Linked DNA regions of Sus scrofa: region 2 is linked to region 1. A link is a contact called in public HiChIP or PLAC-seq data. All regions are on one chromosome and are shown on one strand. Each heading gives the region's core, a stretch centred on a gene start, on an enhancer-like site or on the middle of the called end of the contact. The rest is flanking DNA. Distances are from core to core; before and after follow the strand shown.

What was found. HiChIP or PLAC-seq counts read pairs in DNA pulled down with a chosen protein or histone mark.
Region 2: an H3K27ac HiChIP or PLAC-seq map of alveolar macrophages shows a contact between it and region 1. The contact joins the enhancer-like site here to the promoter of MRPL32 in region 1. A contact is called at or near these places in 1 of 5 promoter capture datasets (fetal skeletal muscle), 1 of 47 Hi-C or Micro-C datasets (undifferentiated spermatogonia) and 1 of 2 datasets of contacts at active chromatin or transcription factors (alveolar macrophages).

The regions. Positions count from the first base shown.
Region 1 is chr18:51,905,052-51,911,952 of Sscrofa11.1, reverse strand. MRPL32 (39S ribosomal protein L32, mitochondrial) reads left to right here and starts at 2,662. Exons shown (of 3, transcript XM_021079164.1): 1 at 2,662-2,830; 2 at 4,487-4,668. The coding sequence starts at 2,701. It overlaps PSMA2 (proteasome subunit alpha type-2), which reads right to left and starts at 2,554. Exons shown (of 8, transcript XM_003360207.5): 1 at 2,424-2,554. The coding sequence starts at 2,464.
Region 2 is chr18:51,466,317-51,473,217 of Sscrofa11.1, reverse strand. It overlaps HECW1 (E3 ubiquitin-protein ligase HECW1), which reads left to right. Exons shown (of 28, transcript XM_021079149.1): 14 at 1,277-1,462. Among named protein-coding and RNA genes, the nearest start is that of STK17A, 110 kb to the right of the region's middle. Within about 2 kb of position 2,812, at least 6 of the 83 cell types and tissues checked have an H3K27ac peak or open chromatin away from gene starts, as enhancers often do. A contact at or near this core is called in alveolar macrophages, where this site is marked.

The sequences.
Region 1 (6,901 bases), core at 1,413-3,912:
TCTCTGGCTAAGATTCATCATCCTTCAATTATTTTTGCACTACTTATAAAGCATAAGCTCGGTTCAGTCAGTTCTTCAGCACATAACCTAGGACCCGGAGTCCACAATCATTTGACTAACAGACAGACACTCATCTAGACCTCTTTAGGGAATAAGCCTAGGGCCAGCAGTTTAAAAACTATTAAAGGACAAAATTAGGTGACCTGAGCAGAATAACACTGATAAACATTTAAATCTTTAAAATTAAACTGTTCTTGTTTCCCCTTTAATGGTCATTATTTTAATAATCATATCATGACCTTCTGGGCCCATCCAGCTTTCAGTTATTCTTCAATACCGAATTTAAATACTTCTGGGGACATTTTAAAAGATTAGGTAAATTTAAAGTTACCTTTTCTTCTGTTGCCGTAATCACACATACACACTCACTGAGCTACTCAACCAACTTTGTATTCAATCAGGCCAGTATTCGGCTCCAAAGCACAGGGATAACTGAAGAAGCCTTCTAACTAGTTTTCCTCTTTTCTACTCTTACTTCCATACCCCTAGCCAGTTATCTTTGTACTGTGTCACCCCCTCTCTCTCCACTTAAATCCTGTAATAATTTCTTGGTTCACTTACAATAAAAACTCCTACAGGGCCCTGGAAGATGGCCCCTGCCCCATGCTGCCTCCCTGCTCACTCTTAACTCACTGGCCTTATATGAATTTAAGAGTTCAAGCTCAGCACTTTCATACATGCTTTTTCCCTCTGTCTACAATTCACTCTACCCCTAAATCTTCAAATAGTTGGCTCCCTTTCATCTTCCAGTGCCCAAAATCAGCCCCAACACTGGCCTTCCCAGACTATCCAATCTAAAGTTATGTTTCTTCTTTCTGCTTCTCTTGATAAAAATTCCTAAGTCGGGAAAAAACATTCTTCAGAGTGCATTAGTAGGTACCAATTTGTTTACTCGCTTATTATCAATATCCCCAACTCAATGTAATCTTCAAAAACACCCCTGCAGCCTATAGTTCAGTCTCTGGTCACTTCCATCATTAATAGTCTAATACGGTATTACAACCGGCTAGAAACAAATGTTTTAACTAAAACAGAACTGCACCGTCATGTTAAAGAACAAGAGTGTATTTTAATAAAGAAACTTATCATAGAAAGATTCAGCCCCTGATAACGAACGGCTGTTTTATGTTTCAGCTCCCCTAGGATCACTCTTCGTTACAGATAAAAGTCCAGGTTTGTTCTGCTCATGAATATGAACAGTGACTACTTGGCAAATACTGTTTTCTATCTCTGTATATGATAAGATCTTTTATTAAAAAGAAGGTGTTTCAGTATTTTAAGAAGACATCATACAATAATGTAAAGTATTAATTTTGTCGTCAGAAAAAAACTCGGCTGGAACGTTAACTCAGCTATTCATCTATGACCACTGGACGAGTTATTTAATTGGTCTGAGCGGTGGTAATTAGCTCATCTGTAAAGCGCTGCGATAACATTTACCACACATGGAGGCAGAAAGAGATGCAGTAAGCTGCACCCACATAAAGTACTCAACAAGTTAGACCTCGCCTGCTTTCAGCAGTCAAAATAAGAATATATGTTAAACGAGGCATCACTGATCTATAGGAAAATGATCAAACTGAACCATTCCCCCGCTCGATTATTAAATCTTTCAATGATGATTTTCTTACACTGGAAATGATGACAATTCATTTCAAATTTATTTTGAAAAATATACTTATATATTTACTCTAAAAAAGGCCTACAACCTTTCTACAAACAAACAAAAAATCCCCCTCCCAATACAACAGCCAAAAAGCGCAAATGCAGCCGAGGAGTTTGGAGTCCTCAAACCAGGGGGCAGAAAGATTACCGCTTTCATTTTCAGTCCTTAAACTTCCGGTGGGAGCACCAAGGAAACCGAAAGCGGGAAGAGCTTTCGAAAGACATTAATGCCAAATGCAGTCTAAGACTCGGACCAAACTGGAAAGTTGGCCTTTCCGAGAAAAGGAACCCCATAGATTTGACCAAGATTCCGCGCTCCGGAAGCTCCCGAAATCAGGCCTACTTGGGTAAAAAAAACCAAAACTGTGAGTTCTGAACGGGACACTCAGAGACAGCGAACCCAAAGCTGCCTTTTCTAGTGCCCAAAGCCAAAGAAAACACCTCGGTGAGGGCCTCCACCTCCCGCAGCGCCAAGGTCGCCCGGGATCCCCGGACTCGCGTCCCCACAGCCCCCCGACACCAATGCTCCCCAGGCCGCGGGAGGGCCCCGCAAATGACTTTGCAAAGTCGCATTTCCACCCCCAAGCCCTCCTGGGCCTTCTGAAAGCACCAGGCCAGAGACCAGGATGGGAAAAACCGGGTCGGCTGAGCTCCTGCAACCTCAGCTACATGGAGGACCTCGGAGACCCCTTCCCTACCTGAATGTAGTCAGCGAAAAGCTGTAACCACGCTCCGCCATCTTTACCCGAAGATCCAAGGCACAGCCGCACACATGCGCACTGAAGCCCGTTTCTTCTCATTTCCCCTCCCCGCGCCTTCCTTTCTCTCTCTCTGATTGGAGAAGAATCAGAGCCGCTCCAGAGGCATGCTGGGCATTGTAGTTCTAAACGAGACGTTGGCCGACTCTGATCTGTGCGCATGCTCGAGGTAGGGGTGGGCCCCCGGCCCGATGGGCGTGGTTTTTGGGCGAGCAACATGGCGTCCGCCATGCTGGTGCTGGTGGTTCCGCCGTGGCCCGCAGCCCGGGGACTTCTCCGGAATTGGTGGGAACAACTGCAACGGAAGCTTCAGCACAACCGGCTAGGCCTTCCCCTTCATCCTTGGGGTAGGTAAAGAAAACCTCCGTGGAGAGCGGTTTGGGCCCGGGGACCCCAGGCATGGTTGTGGACCCCGCTCCTGCTCTGCCCTCCTCCCGCGGTCTGATCTCCCGCAGAGCGTAGAGGACATTGTCCTGGACCTTCATTTACTTAGAAGCAAGAGACAGCAATTTTTGCTCCCCAGTCCCCTGCAAAAAAGGAAAAAGGCCCTGCACTTGTCCCATTCGTGCCTAGGGGCTGAAGGGCATTAGCTTGGCACCACGCCGAGCTGCTGTTTCGATCCTCTTGTCTTTCCTTTCGTTCCACTTCCTAAAGCAATTTGCCTTCCGGTGTTTGAGCTCTGTGCAGTTGAATCCTGATCCTCTGTTTCCCATGGCAACTAAGTTTTGCTTTTTAGGGCCTCAGCCCCAGGCGTACGGAAGTTCCCAGGCTAGGGGTCAAATCGGAGCTACCGCTTCGGGCCTGCGCCACAGCCACAGCAATGCTGGATCCCAGCCGCATCTGGGACCTACACCACAGCTCACTGCAGTGCTGGATTTTGACCCACTGAGCGAGGCCAGGGATTGAACCCACATCCTCATGGATATTAGTCGGATTCATGTCTGCAGCCCCAAGACGGGAACTCCCAACAGAAACTACTTTTAAATGGAAGCATCTTGGATGTCATTGATTCCACATTTACATTCTCCTCGATTTTGAAGGTATCCAGAACATGGAAGTGATAATACCCAGGTAGTATGTCAAAATTTATATGTGCTTCCTGGGATAAATCTCCACAACTGTCCCATTAGGTGTCTGCACTTTTCTACAGATGTAGGCTCAGAAGGGAACCAAAGTGACACAGGCCGTCCAGAGCCTGTGCTCTTAACCACTTGTCTGGGCTTAGCAATACTTTTAGATAAACTGAAAAGGAATACCAGTTGTTAAGTGTTAGACATCTTTGTATACTTTTAAAAGTTTCTAAGATCAAGAAGTATTTTAGGTCTGAAGAATTTAGCCAGGAGAGGGTGAAGGAATCTCTTTGGTTTTATAAACAATTTAGAAAAACAAGAGTGAAACGTTGGGGATCACCTAAATAATTAATATCTTACAAAGAATGAGGAGCTAGTTCTTTTCCTTGGAGAATTGACATGGATCAAGATTAAATATCATGAAGAGCTAAGTGACTTAAAGTGTCTGCCAGGACAGAGGCGCTAACGCAGTTTGAATCTAATAAAGGACCAGTCAACATTTATCTCAGGGCCAGTGGAAAGCATAGATGTCCTTGCAAAGTAACTAGGTACTGCCCACCAAGTAGAATGTGGACAACTGAGTAAATTTTTTTTTCGGTCTTGTGTTGGGTGCCTCTCAGACTTTTTTCATGTTTACTACTCACCCCCTGAGTTCTGTATTACAAGACGAGAAACTTTTGGTAAAATTTCACTGATTGATTTAAGCAGGTGCTGCTAAGAAAAATTCTGTGTTCTTTAAAATGACTTCATGTATGAGCTTTAGTATATTGTAATGGCTGCTAAGGTTTCCTGTTAAATGTCTGTTGACTGTAATATTTTATCTATGTATGTGCCTGTTGATATATCACTGTTGATTGTTAAGGAGAGTGATATCTGTAAATAGTCATTTAGAAACTAGAAACTGATTCTGTATCTCCATGTTTTATTTTGTAGGACCAGCATTGGCAGTCCAAGGTCCAGCTATATGTACAGAACCAGCAAATGATACCAACGGAAGCAAGGCGATTTCCAGCCTTTTGGATAGTGTCTTTTGGATGGCAGCTCCCAAAAACAGACGTAGCATTGAAGTTAACCGGTGTAGAAGAAGAAACCCTCAGAAGCTTATTAAAGTTAAGGTAACACGATGATTTTTGTTGATGTGCTGTTTCTCCTCTACACTGCATTTTCTCTCAGTTTATCCAGATAGCCTATGAGTAAATTATTTTTGGATCTTATATGTCTCCTGTTCTCTGACCTAAATTAAATACAATATTCTTATTATGTGTGCCCACTGTCCTGTAGCCTAAATACTAGCAACACAGTCAAAGAGAAAGTTTGGAGTCTGGATAGGAATGGGTTGTAAAGAGTCTACTTGACGTTTGTCTTGTGAGTTATGCCAGTCCTGAGCTGTGTGCCTTTGAACCACGTATGAATAAACCTTTTTTTTTTTGTCCTTGGCTTTTTGAGGGCCGTACCCACGGCATATGGAGGTTCCCAGGATAGGGGTCTAATGGGAGCTGTAGCCGCCAGCCTACACCATAGCCACAGCGACACCGGATCCGAGCTGCATCTGCGACCTACACCACAGCTCACAGCAACGCCAGATCCTTAACCCACTGAGCAAGGCCAGGGATCGAACCTGAAACCTCATGGTTCCTAGTTGGATTGGTTTCTGCTGTGCCACAACAGGAACTCCTGAATAAACATTTTTAACTATGCAGAGTCTAAAGTTAAAATCCCAAGATCTATGGGATATTGGGTTTTACTAGCCCTAACAGATTTATTCTATTCTTCACTGTATCCAGTAAATTACCATGAAGGAAAATCCTCAGGTAAGTAATAAACATAGCTAATATCTATTAGCGCCTAAGATGTATCTGAGCACTTTTTGTGAACTATCTTATCATAGCCTCACACCAACCCTCCAGAGTAAATACTGTTTTGCTCAGTTCTAAGATAAAGAAACTCAGGCAAAGGGAATTTGCCTTTGGTCACAAACTTACGTGGGGGAGCCAGAAGCTGATCCCCGGCAGTCTCCCTTTTGGGCTCACATCCCCTCTTGAAACTGTGTGCGTGTGTTCCTGTCCTCGGGCAGTTCTTGATCTCAGTGCTCCTTCTCCTCCTCATCTCCAGTGGGTACACTTTCTTCATTGATCTAGTAACAGAAATCATAATGTTTGCTACCTTTCATCTGCTAATTTATGGCTTTTACAGCCGCAATTTGAGTTCCTGTTTACTCCAGGGCATTCTCCCCAGCAGCAGGGCGGTGCAGATGGAACTCAGGAGCAGAGCATTGACTTTCACAAGCCTACTCAGTCAGTATAGCAGGCGCAGCGCTCAGCCCAAAAGTATCACTGAGCCATGGTTGGGACCAGACCTAAAATGTGTAACTGAAAAATACTCCATTAATTAAGGTAGCAGTAACCCGTATCATTTGGTTGAGGGCATGTAAGATTTTAGGAATGAGCTCTATCCCATGGTTTCCCTGACTTGGTTTTATCTGAGGGAAAAGAGGAGCTCCTGTTCTGCGGATTCATTTTCTTACGGGCTTGTTTTCTGCTTCATACAGAATATTATGCTGAGCTCTTTGTTAGGAAAAGGGCACCAACTGACTGGGTATCTTTTCCATACCTCGAGTGGGAAGTGCAATCCAGTTTTCTAGGTACCAGAGCAGAGTGAGAAGCTGGGGGTGGGTGGGTAATTTACAGGTTTTTTTGTTTCTCAGAAAAATGAGATTCTTTTGTCATCTACCCCATACATGTTTATTAGTCTTAGCAGGTGTTTAGAGTTTCTTTGATGCTGCTGTTAACTATTTTTCTTTATATTTCAAATCTACCTTTGGAACACATTGAAAAGAACCTCTTTAGAGGTTAGAATTGTCTTACTAAAGTTGGATAGACATAGAAAAACCCATTAAAATACCCTCAAATTATAATTTATGGGGTGTTTTACATTAAGGAATAATCAGTGTTCATTTATAGGAAGAAAAATGACACCGTATACCAACTATACTTCATACAGGAATTTGAATTAGACTGTGATGTTCAGAGGAAGCCAGGTCGTAATGCATTTAGCATCTTGTTCGTCCCAGGATGGGTTGAAAGAAAAAGTGAATTCCCTTTTCCTTGGTCTTATTTAAGATGCTGGCCATGTGAATCAGCCTGTTGTGTTGATGGGCTCTTTATCAGATGTTTAGCTTTTGAAGATGGGGGAATGGAGTATCATTTCACATAAAATGACTACTGTATTTAAGGAAAAGTGTACCAGACTCATGGAGTCTCCTGGTGGCTCAGCAGGTTAAGGATCTGGCATTGTCACTGCTGTGGCACAGGTTCGATCCCTGGCCTGGAACTTCCATGTGCTGCAGGC
Region 2 (6,901 bases), core at 1,563-4,062, 440 kb after region 1:
GGCAGAAACGGCTAGGCTGTGACCCATCGGGGCTGTAGTGTGGTGATGGGGAGAAGTGGGAAGAGGGCTTGGAGGAGGAGCAGCAAATCTGGTACTTCCTGGAAGGAAGCCTGGATCTGCCTCAGTAGGCGACAGGAACTAGCAGCAGTCTCAGACCTCAGGTCGCAAGTGATCAGTGTTTGAGGAATTCTTTTCCCTGTAGGAACTGCGGGAGGGGGTCTGAGATGCGCTAAGACTAGAGGCTGGTTCAACAGCCCAAGGGAGCGATGATCCAGGGCTGCCCCGGAGAAGGCGCTGGGAGCAGGGGGAAAATAACTCCATTCAGGAGATATTTCTGCGTGGAATCCGTGGTGCTTGGTACCACCGTGATGGAGAGGGGATGGAATGTGAGGGCTGAGAAACACCTGAGTCCTTTCTCTTCCAGCCCTGAGTTAGGTGGTGGAATCCACATTAAGCAGTAGTTTGATTAGGGGAGGCAGACTGTGGCAGGGAGGAGGCCAGTTTTGAGCAGGTGCTATTTGAGAGCCTCTCACACATCCAGAGCAGCTGCCCAGTGGTGCAAGGGTGAATCATGAAGGGAACCAAGGATGCCAGATATTGATGCCCTGGGTATTGGGCACCAGGTGGCCCTGGACCAGAAGGAACCACTGTCCCAGGCTGCTCTGGCTGCAAGCAGTCTTTCCTCCCACCACACACACCCCAGTCCCGGGAAGCACAATTAGAAATTCTTGAAACTTTCTACATCTATTATCCCCGCCCCCCCATGCACAAAAGTTTTTACAGAGGATTCAAGGGAGTGACAGACCTAACATCCAGCCTTAAATCCCCAGGGAAGCTTAGCGAATACTTCCTATTACACAGACAGATAAGAGGGCCAAGGCAGCCCTCCTCTGACCTGTGCAGTCAGAGAAGGAACGGGGAGGAGAGAGAGGAGTGATGCTCAGAGAGGTAGAAGGAGATTCAAGGGGGCAGAGCCTGGCTGAGGCAGGAGGGAAAGGGAAGGCCGGGCCAGGGTGGGGGAGGAATGGGGAAGAGGGGCCGGAGGGGGAGGCGAGCTTTGAGATGCAGGACGGTCCGCAGTGTCCCAGGCTGCAGGGACAGCAGGTAGGTCCATGTGTGTTTTCGAAGGGCCGATGTTTCCTTCTGGAGCACCCCCTCAAGGCTCGCCGCAGTAAACCCATTCAGCCATCACACTTCCTGCTAAGGAGCTCACGGTGTGCTTGGTCTGTGTTTCTCCTACCCCCACGCCCTTCCCGATCGGCCTGCCGGGTCTCAGAGTGCCTACCGAGTCTTCACCAGTAGCACCTGCTTAAAGCACATGATCCTGAAGGTCCGGCGGGATGCGCGCAACTTCGAACGCTACCAGCACAACCGGGACTTGGTCAATTTCATCAACATGTTTGCGGACACGCGGCTGGAATTGCCCCGGGGCTGGGAGATCAAAACGGACCAGCAGGGAAAGGTGAGCCTAACTGCCGTGTGGGCCTTACATCAGAAGGAGAAGACCTGGGAGCAGTGAGGGGGGGAGTTGGTGAGGAGACAGAAGCCTGCGCCTGAGACCCTCAATGGCCAGGAGGAAGGAAGGGATGCTGTCTGCGTCCGGGTTTCTGTCTCCTGAGGTGGAGGATGTTTCCAGGCATCCCTGGCTTCTGCCCACGGTTGCCCATAGCATCTCCACCAAGTTGTGACATTGTTGTAGTTCCCTTGGCGGGGGAGGGGAGTTGGGGACTGCAGTATCATACCCAGTTGGGAACTATGGGCTACATATTTTTTAGTTTGGGTTTGGAACTTGAAGCCAGATTCTGTTCAGTGACCTTTCTAGTGTCCTGCCTCCTTAGACAGCTAGCTGTCAGGGAATGAAATTATTAGTTTAATAGGAGTGCTATTATTAGATCATTCATTGTGATTTCCCTAATAAGCCTTCAGTTCTCATTAAAAGAGCCTGGCCAACAGGGACAGGCTGAATTGGGCCCATGCAATGTTACTGGCTTACATTTTTATTTTGTGTGTCCCTAACCAATACTCTTTCCCAGCGATGTTTTAACATCTATGAGTTGGCTAAAGTGAGAATGAGAATGCTTTTTTCTTAATTACCATCAGTCATCTCTGGAGTACCAGTGTATTTATAGGACAAGCCAAATGATTTACCAAAGACTTGTCCCTGCATCATCTGTTACAGCCTTTGGTAGAGACAATCCCTTCCTCTCATGGTGGCAAAGGAATCAGGAGCGTTGCCGGCAGACGTGCATCTCAATAGGAAACTGCATCACACAGCTCCTTTCCTCTGTGACAGTGAACACGCAAAGCCACTGTCCCCCAAAGTGGGCTGATGGGGTGTCTCTGTGCACTGGGGAGCCAGAAATTCCTGCCCCACAAACCCTTTAGCATGCTTCACAAGCCAGACCCTCTAGAGTGTGTGGGGAAAGATTGTGTCCACGAATGCAAGTCCATTAGTACGTGGATGTCTGTAGTTGCAGGTGAACTGCAGGGGGGAAGAAGGGGGGTGACTTGTGTAGGAGAAAAGCCGCCATAGCCGGAATCTGTTCTCCAGGACCTTCTTGTTTACTGGTTGTGGCCTCCGCTGGGAGAATGACAGTGAAAAAATGATGTGGTGATAGCGTTTGTGCAAAGAAGCGGAGTAAGTTCCAGAACACCACCTCATCCTCTCGTTCCTCAGTTGGCCAGTTTGCTTCTTGTTTTTACACATTCAGAGTCGACAGCCTTCACTTTGCGTATGCACTCTTGAGGAAGAGGAGGGCTGGGGCTGAGCTGTTTGGTGTCTGAAGACACAGTCCTCCCCACAAGGAGGACAAAACGGTATCTGACTCATCTGCTGTCTTGAAAATCTGAGGAAGGGACACAGCCTCTGCCCAACTTCAGTAGAGATGCCCTGTGAGCCTCAGGGGGGCTTCAGGTCTGGGCCAAGGAGGATGCTTATCATCCAAGATGGGGGGGCTGTGGGTGGTGGGACAGGCGGGACCCCCATCTGTGGCAGGTGTGAGATGGAGGTGGCCTCTACTAAGGAATAGACACACAATGACAAAATGAAAAGGGCCTCTGAAGACCTACATGAAGGAAGCAGAATCTTTATCTGAGCAAAAGCCTGTCTTGTAATTTTCTTCAGAAACAGAAATGAGTATCTTTTAAGATTGCTGCTTGTCATCTGCAACAGAGAAACAGACTCATAGACACACAGAACTTGTGCTGCCAAGGGGGAGGGGGAAAGGAGTAGGATGGACGAGGAGTTTGGGGGTAGTAGATGCAAACCAGTACCCTTGGAATGGATAAGCAATGAGGTCCTGCTATATAGCAGAGGGAGCTATATCCAGTCTCTTGGGGTAATGATGGAGGATAATATGATAAAGGGAAAGGGCGGGTCTGTATACGTGTATGGGCCATGCATATATATACGGGGTCACTTCGCTGCACAGAAGAAATTGGCATAATGTTGTAAACCAAATGTAATTTTTTTAAGAAAGATAGCTGCTTATCATCCATAAAATGGTGCAAGAGCACATACTTCTATTGAGCAAGAAGAAGCCACGAAGAGAAAACAAGCCAAGAGGAAGCAGATGTCAGAAAACAGAACTAGCCTAGGATCTAGCAATCCCCCTCTGGGTGTTGATCCACAAGAAATGAAATTGAAAGCACAAAGAGCTATCTGCACTCCCACATTCTTTATTCAAATAGCAAAGATGTGGAAGCAACCTAAGTGTCTATTGATGGTTGGATGGATAAAGAAAATGTGTACACATACAATGGAATATTATTTAACCTTAAAAAAGAAGGGCATTCTGACACATGCTACCACACGGTTTGACCTGGAAGACATTATGTTAAGTGAAATTAGCTAGGCACAGAAGGACAAATGCCGCATTGTTCCATAGATCTGAGATATCCGAAGTAGTTGAGCTCATACAAAGTAGAATGGTGGTTGCCGGGGGTGCGGGGAGGAGGAAATGGGGAGTTTCTGTTCAATGGGTATAGAGTTTTAGGATGAGATTGGGTACATTCAGGGTGATATGGCCATAGACTAAATACAGAGTTTACACAAGATGAATAAATTCTAGGGATGGGCCACATACAATGCTGTGCCTATAGTTAACAATTCTGTACTATGCACTTTAAAATTTCTTAGAAAGTAAATTTCATGTTAGGTGTTCTACTACAATTAAAAATAAGGAAAGAACATGAGCTAAAATAAATATTTTAAGATTGAAAGGAACAACAAGATGTATGTAATAGCAGAGTGATAAAACAGCAGAACTGACACGCGTAAAATCAAACCACTAACATAGAATATGACCATGGAAATAGCCCCCAAAGCACAGGGAAGACACCAGATTGCAAACAGTGAAGGGGGGGGAGGCAAATGTAAAAACCAAAAAAAAAGTATCTCACCTTCTCTGTGAGATACAATTTAATGTCACATGCTCTCCCAAGATCCCTAACCCACATGCTCTGCTCTGTAATTTACATATTTGTTTGATTTACTGCTTTGTCTGTTTCTCCTAACAGAATGTTAAGCTCCCTGAGAGCCAGGTCATTTGTTTTGCTCATTGATGGAACTTCTAAGGGTCTGGTATAGTGGCTGGCCCATAGTTGACCCTCAGCAAATCTGAATGACTTAAAGATGTTGGTTGAATGACTTAAAGATGTTCCTGAAGAAGAAATCAGAATAATAAGTACAGTAGTGATAAGTAAATATTAAATATAAATATCAAATTATTAATTAAATATTGAAAATAAAACTTTGATCTACAACAAACTGTCCCAGTGGCCAGATTAGTTGAACTCACTGAGTTACAGTAAGATTATTGAACATGAATTCTATATCTATGTATTCTCTGGAATGTCTTGAAATAGAGATTCTTCAAATTTTATCAACATAGAAGCCATGACAACGTGAAAGCCACATACCAAAGAATTAAAATCAGACAAGCTTCAAATTTCTCATCCATGAAACTAAACTAGAGAAACCCACAGAGCAGTGACTACAGGTTATTGATGAGAAATATTGTAGCCAAGTAACCCTATTTTCAGAAACATTGTTATCACTCAAATGCAAAGACACTGGGGAAGAACCTTCCTGTGCAAGCTTTTAGAGCTCACCCTACTCTTTTTGCCTGCCCTCAGCAAACACCAAAAGCCATTCTCCAGATGGCTCGCAAATGAAGTGCAATAGGTAATCAGTAATGGGGGAATCATAGCATTAAAAAAAACTATGGTGGTAGGTATTTAAATCAAATACATAGATGTAAATGTAAATGATTGCTTTACTTTATTTATTTACTTACTTACTTTTTAGGACCACACCTGCTGCATGTGAAAGTTCCCAGGCTAGGGGTCGAATGGGAGCTATATCTGCCAGCCTACACCACAGCCACAGAAACGCTAGAATCAAGCTGCATTTGCAACCTATACCACAACTCACAGCAACCTGGATCCTTGACCCACTGAGTGAGGCCAGGCATCAAACCTGTGTCCTCATGGATGCCAGTCAGGTTTTTTTCCACTGCACCACAATGAGCACTCCCTGTGCTTTAAAATATATTGGAAAAGGCTGATACAATATGGGAAAATATGTATAATAAAAATAGAAGACTCATGTGAAAACGGGTCAGTATCCCCAGAATAGAATTAAAAATATGAGGAAACAGAAGCAGATGGATGAACATGGCCAGGAAAGTTGTGCTAAGTTCCTGGTTGGGAGTAAGGGGAGTCAAAGTGGGTAATTTGAAAAAACAAAGGCTAAGTATAATTATTTGACAAAACTGAAAGGCAGCCATTGTAGCATACAAAGCAAGATTTTTCACTTTTCAATTTCTACAAAAGATAACATTAAACAAAATACAGTCTTTGTGCCAAAACACACCAAAAATTCCACAAGGAAGCACAAAATTGAAATAATAAAAATAAAATAACAAAAGTAAAGCCAGGCATAACAGTTGTGGCAGCAAGTGAAAATAGGGTAAACTTACACAGCAAAAGGTATTACTATCAGATTTAATAGCGAACAAATCCAGTTTATAAAAAGACATACCTAAGAAATGATTCAGAAATGTTGGTAGTAAAAAATAAATATTAATATAGAACAATAACAGAAAAGTCAGTGGTGGGTTATTAATATCATACATCTATTATCTTTGGAATGCACAAGAAATGAGATCCTGCTGTACAGCTCTGGAAACTATGGCTAGTCACTTATGATGGAGCATGATCATGTGAGAAAAAAGAATGTATACATGTATGTGTGACTGGGTCACCCTGCTGTACAGTTGAAAATTGACAGAACACTGTAAAGCAGCTATAATGGAAAAAATAAAAATCATGAAAAAATAAATAAGAATTTTAAAAAAGAGAGTTGAAATCTGAATCATTAAAATGGGGTCAAAGACAGGAGGTCTCTGGTGGCCTATAGGTTAAGGATCTGGTGTTATCCCTGCTATGGATCGGATCACTGCTGTGGCTTGGGTTCAGTCCCTGGCCCAGGAACTCCTGCATGGCACAGGCACAGCCAAAACATTTTTAGAAAATAAAACTGGGGAGTTCCCGTCGTGGCGCAGTGGTTAACGAATCCGACTAGGAACCATGAGGTTGCGGGTTCGGTCCCTGCCCTTGCTCAGTGGGTTAACGATCCGGCGTTGCCGTGAGCTGTGGTGTAGGTTGCAGACGCGGCTCGGATCCCGCGTTGCTGTGGCTCTGGCGTAGGCTGGTGGCTACAGCTCCGATTCAACCCCTAGCCTGGGAACCTCCATATGCCGCGGAAGCGGCCCAAGAGATAGCAGCAACAACAACAAAAGACAAAAAGACAAAAAATAAATAAATAAATAAATAAAATAATGGTTACATTGACCTTAAATTATAGACGGTATTTTATCTATTATACCTCAAGAAAGGT